Linked DNA regions of Mus musculus: region 2 is linked to region 1. The links are chromatin contacts, called in public Hi-C maps. All regions are on one chromosome and are shown on one strand. Each heading gives the region's core, a stretch centred on a gene start, on an enhancer-like site or on the middle of the called end of the contact. The rest is flanking DNA. Distances are from core to core; before and after follow the strand shown. Region 1 overlaps Dscam (DS cell adhesion molecule). Region 2 overlaps Dscam (DS cell adhesion molecule).

Region 1 (3,789 bases), core at 564-3,063:
TGGGGAAGATGTGTGCACTGTCTAAACCTGGGACTGGATTTAGTGGTTCCTCATGGGGACAGTGACACGCCCCTTAAGGTGTCCTGGGATTATTTCTGGAGCCCTCACACACTTCTACTATAGATGTGTAATGTTCCTTTGCTGGGATCCAATCAGGGCATAAAGGGGCAATGTTTAAGGGTACATGTTATATAGAACATTCCAGATGAGTGGTTCTCAACCTCCCTCATGCTGCGACCCTGTAATACTATGCATATAGCCTCATGTTATGGCAACCCCCCAACCATAAGATTATTTAGTTGCCACTTTATAGCTGCAATTTTCCTAGCTACTATTATAAATTATAATGCAAATATCTGATATTCAGGATATCTGATATATGACCACCCCCAAGGGGGTCACGACCCACAGGTTGAGAAACGCTGTTCTAGATTGAGATTAATTATTGAAGCTTCCTGAAGTTTTGACATAGACACTCATAATTTAGAAAATACAATCATGCCTGATTCCCAACTACCACTCTCTAGTCTGCCTCAAGCTGTTCGTTAAAAGGCATGTGCATACACAGGCTCAAGCATCAGGTGTGTGTGAAGAAAGAAGGTAGTGTTCAAAGATGTCCCTGATGTCCCTCTTTAACCCAATTTCACTCTAAGGAGGGGTTCTACAGGCTGTGCTTCCATGGGACCATGCTCACCACCCCCAACTGTACCCTCTTACCTCCGTCTATGAGGTTGGCCCAGTAGATGACCCTGAACCCCTGGAGAATCCCATTCAAGGCCTCCTTGGACAGTGTGGACCAGGAGATTGATATGCTTTCTGGTGAGGTTGCTATGGCTTGGACATTTTCAGGAGGGTAGCTGGGTACTGAAATGAAACAATTACAACCTGTTATAGCTGTGCGGGTGGTGTTGTTGAAGCAATAGTGGATACACAGCTAACTTACTCTTCTAGCACACTAAGTGAAATGTGTACTCAGTCTCACGAAAGAAGGAAAAAATAATAATCGGTGCAATCCCCATGGGAATATTGCAGCTCATTTAAGTGTCTTGAGGCTATGGATTAGAAGGCTGTTGGAAAATGTGGGAGAGAAGAAATATAACCACAGGGCTTCCCTACCTTATCTCTGAAGCCCCCCTTTTAAGAACATTCTGTTTTATTAGAGGCAAGAGAGACAATGAAATTAATATGTGCTAATATATTATCATATATATATGTATGTATATACACACACACACACACACATATATATATGTATATATATATATGTATATATACATATATATATATCCTATTTATTCACTGACTGATAGGGTCTCACTATGAAGCCCTGGCTGGCCTGGAACTTTCTCTGTAGACCAGGCTAGTCTCAAATTCAGAGACCCTGCCTTTGCCTCTTAGTTGCTTAGATTGATGGTGCCCACCAGTACTCCCAGATTATATGCTATTTTAGGTACTGACTGTAGGGCAACGTTAAATGTTGGAGAGAGGAGAGGGGCCAATTATTAGCTGAAACTAAGTCATCAAAGCACCAATGGATACAGAGATAACCACTCCTGCTGAGTGTGGAGATGGAACATTCAGGTCTTGCAGGTTCTAGTTATTTAAGCCTTTTTCTGGTCTGTGATCAAATGACACATTTTGCCAGGAGTCATTTAAATGGCAGTGTGCTGACTTAACTCTACCAAGCGCAGAACCTTTTGGACTGGAGGGTTCTCTGTCATCAAGCACTTTTGGGCTTTCTCTGTCTTAAGGAAGCACTCACAAATTCATCCTTGTCACTAGGGGGCGCATCATCACTATGGGATCTGCTCCAGAGAGCCTGGGATCTCTCGAGTTTTGTTTTGTTTTGGTTTTTTTCCTGGCCACAGAATGCTTGGGGACATAAAGCAATCAGCGGGGAGAGGTAATAATAAAATTCACAATAATATACAGAAAAATTCTAAAAGTTCTTGGTACTAATTTTAGGGAAAGACTTGGATTTCTGCTCTCTAGATGGGGACAATGTTGGCTTTACAAGGTCAAAGCCCCACTCTTGCGTTCAAGAAGCAAAGCGGAAGAAGATTCAGGAATGCGTTTCGGCTTTTGGGTGCATATCCATCCAGGGCAGGAGTAAAGTGATGTGGCAGGTTAGATATTTGGGTCAAGCAACAGGGAGCTGGGCTGTAGGCCACAGAGAGCAAGACTACCACAGACTGCGGGTGCCCAGACCTACCATCCTCCAGAGTGGTGGTAATGATCTCCTGAGAAGAAGGTCCTGTGCCGGCCCGGTTGCAAGCCTGTACTACCAGGCCATACTGCGTGAACTTATTCAGGTTGTCCAGGGTGTACACTTCGCTGTCCCCGGTGGTGTCGATACTGATGATGTTGAACTGGAAGTTACCCCCCGTGCTGTACTCCCGGTAGCCTATTTGGTAGCCGCGAATGATCCCGTTTTGTAAGTGTTTCTTGGGAGCCTAAACAGGAGAGAAGAAGACACTCAGGAAATCGGATGTGGGAGGATCATAACGCGCAAAGCAACTTAGGAAAAAGATAAAGCCAGATAATAATAATAGGGGCGAGGACAGAAGCTGTAACTTCTGCACATCTCTCCCATGGCTGAAACCTAGGCGGGCACCTAGCCCTAACCTGCTTCTCTTTTATGTTGATCCCTGTAAGCCCATGATAGTCACTGTTGGAAATTAACAACTGTAACCAATAATAGACATATAATAGAATTGGGTCAATATGTTGTCATAAAGGTCGTTTACACTTACAGATTGCTTATTTCTGTAATTTTCTACTTAATAGTGTCAGGATGTGGTTTACAGGGATAATAGAAACTATGCACAGCGAAGTCACAGGCAGGGCAACTTCAGCGTGTTTCTTCCCCAGCCTGACCTCCTCACCCTCTGCAATGCTTCCACTGTGAACCTCTGTATTTGCAGGATGTCAGCCACATTTAAGTGGCAGAAGAATAAATCTGACACTATATAATCTGTGCTCCAAGTCCCTAGGTCAGTCTGCTATGGTTAATTGGACTCACTGATGGGAAAACAGTCGTTTGGAGTCTTGGCCAGGGATCTCACTATGAGGCAGTCCTTGCTGCTCATCAGCTGGCTGTCTAATACCCACCTACTGTCTGTCTGTCTGTCTGTCTGTCTATCATCATCACCCATATCTATCTATCTATCTATCTATCTATCTATCTATCATCTATCTACCTACTATATCTATCATTTATCCCTTATATCTAACTGTTCTATCATCTATCTATCTATCACCTATATCTATCATCTATCTAACCTATCATCTATCAATCATCTACTATCTTCTGTCACTTTACTTTCTATAAACTAATTATAAACTATAGATCTAGATCTCTCAGGTTGTGTAAACCTTTCTGAAGCCCTGGAGAACTAACAGTGCTAAAGGACAGGGTAATAAGCACACAGGCTCTGAAGAATGGTGACTGGCTGGGTGTGTGGCTGTCAAATTAAAGCCAACAGGCAGATGTGATCTGGGAAAAACAGCTCATGGCTTGTAAGGATGGCCTGGGCTCAGCAAGTGGAGTCGGGGGTGTGTGGGAAAAGCTGGCAGGGAAGGAAAGGAAGAGGGTGCTCAGAGGCACAAGGGTGAGGTATGATGGGAGGAGATGGATAGAGTTCCAGGGCAGAACAAGTCTCTGAAAATCATCAGTGCATAGAGAAGGGTGCAGATAATAAGAGAACAACATGCTGAGCAGGGGGCATTGCCTGGATGCGCTCAGCAGATACTGTGTGTAGCCTGACGTGCTCTCCTTCCCGACTGAAC
Region 2 (3,717 bases), core at 282-2,781, 420 kb after region 1:
TGACAGCTGGCAAGCCAGCCTCTGGGAATAAAACATTTTAGCACTTCATAAATTTCTAACAAGGTTTCAAATTGCCGCCATTTCCCTTCTCCCAGCTCCATCAACTAGCAAAGGGGTGGGGATAGAGACTAATTAAATCTACAGGGGGAACGTTCAACCAGTAGCATGGCTACTTATTAAAAATAATGAACTGTTAGGACCAACCTGCAAAGTGAGTTGAAATTCTCCCTGTGGCCCCTACATATAGAAATACAAAACACGGCCTCTGACCGTGTGCTTTTGACATGAAGCTTAGAGATGCCAGAGAACACAATGCTGACAGAGTCGTTGAGGGATGGCCTTCGCAAACCTAACAGAAGGTGACATGAAACTAGAATGCTGGGAGCAGCTAGGATGCTGAATAAAAACACAAGGTTGGCTCGTGATAAAATAGGTCATTTCAAATTCATTTCCTCCTATGATATTTTTACTGCAAACAATTGATTGTTTGTGGGTAGGCACCAAGCCAGAACAGCACAGTCCTCTAATTCCCAGGCAGAGAAATTTTCCAAGGTCTTTTTATGATTTTTATTTTATTTTATTTTTTGAGAATTTCATACATGAGTGCTGTATTCACATCATTTCTATCCCACAATCTCCCCCTCAAGTTCCCACTATGTCTCTACCACCTCCTTTTTTACTTCCTGACCAGTTCAGTTATACACACACATAACATATATACAAAACATATGCATATAAAACACATATATGTATATGTAATATGATCACTATCTATTACTTTGTAAAATTACCAGGCAGCAACAGCAGATAGCCCTGACCACTCCATGCTGTAATAGGAAGGCTGTTTGTTAGCAATAGAAAAGTGTGCCTGTAGCTGAAAGGGATTGCAACCCCATAGGAAGAACAACAATATCAACTAACTGGACCCCCCCAACCCCTGCCAGAGCTCCCAGAGACTAAATCACCAACCAAAGAATATACATGGAGGGACCCCATGGTTCCAGCCACAGATGTAGCAGAGGATTGCCTTATCTGGCATCAATGGGAGGGGAGGTCTTTGATTCTGTGGAGGCTTGTTGCCCCAGTGTAGGTGGATGCTAGGGTGGTGAGGTGAGAATTTGGGGGAGCACCCTCATAGAGGCAGTGGAAGAGGAAGGGAACAGGGAGCTTGCAGAGGAGAATCTGGAAAGGAGAACAACATTTGAAATGTTAACCAATAAAGAAGAAAGGAAGGGAGGAAGGAAGGAAGGAAGGAAGGAAGAGACATGAGCCCATGGACAGCACAGGTGAGCAGAGCACTGGATCACACAAAGACAACACACTAGAGGCATGGGGGAGGGGTGGCTGCAGACGATACAGAGATAAAAATCTTAATTTTCTACTGAGGAAGGCAGTATCCCTCTCTTTACTTATGTGTAGATAATCACAGACTGGGGTCTGAGTCTCACAAACTGAAGTCAAGGGCCCCAGGATGGGCTGGTCACATGAGCACATGAGCACTGAACCATGACACTGAGGACTCCCAGCTGTCATTCTGTTGCCAAATACTAAGCAGCCATGTCCTGCTCAGCTGCCACTGCTCTAAGGAAGATGCTCTGTGGCTCTGCACCTTTCTTTCTGGCTGTGCATGGCTGACCTCTGCAGTCCCAGATTCCTGTGAGGCCCTGCCCAGTGTGGCTAGGGATGAGGGTCAAGGTGCCAGATCTGCTCAATTAAACATTCCTTTAAATATCATCAGCATGACTGCCACTGAGAACAAAGTGTGCTAGAACGAGCATCTCGAAGCTGTTCCTGATTGAATGGCAGGTTGAAGTGATGTTCCCAATATTAATTGCAGCTTTGCTAATGTCTGGTTCTGGGCATCACAGCTAATTGACAATATGAATTGACGGCACTGCTCATGATGTCTTCTGTGACATTCAGGTCAGAACGCCAGTGATTTGCTAATTGGTACTTGGCTCATCTCGCCAGTGTGTATGTGTGTGTGTGTGTGTGTGTGTGTGTGTGTGTGTGTGTGTGTGTGTGTGTGTTTGTGTACACATGTCCATATGTGTGTGCCTATATATGTACATGTACCTGTGCGTACACATGCACCTGTGTATATATGTGTATATGTCTGCATGTGCACCTGTGTGTTCACTAAGGGATGAATTAAAGGGCCAAAAAAAAATCAAGCAGACTATTTTGATGAATTGGAAAACTATGTACTTATCAAACATTTTGAGGGCCTACAAAATGACTCAGCAAGCAAAGGTGCTTGCTGCTCCAGCCTGACATCCTGAGTCTGCCCCCTGAATCCACGTAAAGGTAGATGAAAAGAAACTATATGAAGTTGTTTTCTGATATCCATGCATGTGCCATGACTTGTGTATATTCACACTCATACACACATATTATATACCATAGTAAATAAACCACTTAGTTAGAAGAAAGAACATTGTGCTATTGAACATATTTTAGGAAAACATCTGAATTTATAACACAGCACAGGCCAGGGCATAACTAAAGGACATACAGTCATCTAACCTCACACCACATCACAGATTATTCCCTATCTCTAAGCCATGAGGCTGCAGTGTGATCAGTTTAAAAACAACACCGTGACACTCTTGCCTCACATTCTACAAACTCCCAAGGAGTCTTTTACACTCATCCCACACAATGCTTCCAATGGCTATTTCATCCCTTCTGCTAATGGCAACCCTTAGTCTTGCTTCCAGTGAGCCCTGCAGGGCATACCTGATGAGGTCAAGAGTGGTCCTGGCTGGTGTCTGAGTGTAACAAATAATCTTGCCTGAGCTTATTCTCAATAAGACACCAAGCCTATCCTGATGTTCCTGAGAGTGAGTGACTATCTGAAGGTTTCCCTAATATCCTTGGGGCCCCATCTACAGGAACTCTGTGTACTGGGTCACCCAGGGTAGAGTGGTTTCTAGACCAGAGCAGCTGCCAGGGAGCATGTCAACTGGAATCAGCAAGTTTGAACCAAAAGCAATTAGTTATTGGGAACTCAAGCTAAACCCTAGACTGTGGAGAGCCTTAGACAAAAGAGCCTGGGAATGAAGAAAGGAATGCCACCTTACTCTGGAAAGGAAGGCAAATGGAAGGATAGGAGCCTGCAGTTCACTCAACAGGGAAGTGCATCAAGTGTCCCAGACTGTAGTGTTAATGAGCAGTTAAAGACCTCTTTTGATGTCCGAATGAGTTTGTTTGGAGACCAAAAATTTAGAGCCTCCTATAATGGGTGCTGGGAATCTGTTCAAATTAGCACATATAAGCCTTGACCTTGGAGGCTTCCCACCATCCTTCCACTGTCGTTAATCTTTCTCACCCTACAGGAACACTCCAGATCAAAGAATGTCGTTCTCAGTCTTTGATAATCTGTTCTTCATGAGGTCTTCATAATGGCTTGATGTTCTGAGCTGGGTATTATATAAAAGAAGATGAGTCACATAGATGGTTCTTACAAAACGTGGGAGTCTGATGAGCAGCTCACAGATTACCTCAGCTAAACACCTGTCCTGCAGAGCTGCATTCATGGAACAGGGAGAGATGAAACTGGTGGTGCTTTCTGGTACCTACAGATGAGTGTGGCTTGCAACTCAAGAGCCCTTATGAAAAGCCAAATGCAAGTCAAGGCTCCTCTGGTCATTCCTCAGAGAGGAGCTTCTATCTGCCATCCTGGCCCCAAGTCATATCCAGTTGGAAAAACCATCA

The links. Hi-C and Micro-C count contacts between places; a contact is called where the count stands out from the background.
Region 2: a contact with region 1 is called in a Hi-C map of the N1E-115 cell line, with 4 times the contacts expected there. The contact joins two enhancer-like sites. A contact is called at or near these places in 1 of 484 Hi-C or Micro-C datasets (the N1E-115 cell line) and 1 of 115 datasets of contacts at active chromatin or transcription factors (astrocytes).

What each region holds. Positions count from the first base shown.
Region 1 is chr16:96,683,003-96,686,791 of GRCm38.p6, forward strand. It overlaps Dscam (DS cell adhesion molecule), which reads right to left. Exons shown (of 33, transcript NM_031174.4): 17 at 2,213-2,453; 18 at 718-864. Among named protein-coding and RNA genes, the nearest start is that of Gm32509, 34 kb to the right of the region's middle. Within about 2 kb of position 1,814, at least 3 of the 459 cell types and tissues checked have an H3K27ac peak or open chromatin away from gene starts, as enhancers often do. A contact at or near this core is called in the N1E-115 cell line, where this site is marked.
Region 2 is chr16:97,098,675-97,102,391 of GRCm38.p6, forward strand. All of the region lies in intron 1 of Dscam (DS cell adhesion molecule), which reads right to left. Among named protein-coding and RNA genes, the nearest start is that of Dscam, 70 kb to the right of the region's middle. Within about 2 kb of position 1,532, at least 11 of the 459 cell types and tissues checked have an H3K27ac peak or open chromatin away from gene starts, as enhancers often do. A contact at or near this core is called in the N1E-115 cell line, where this site is marked.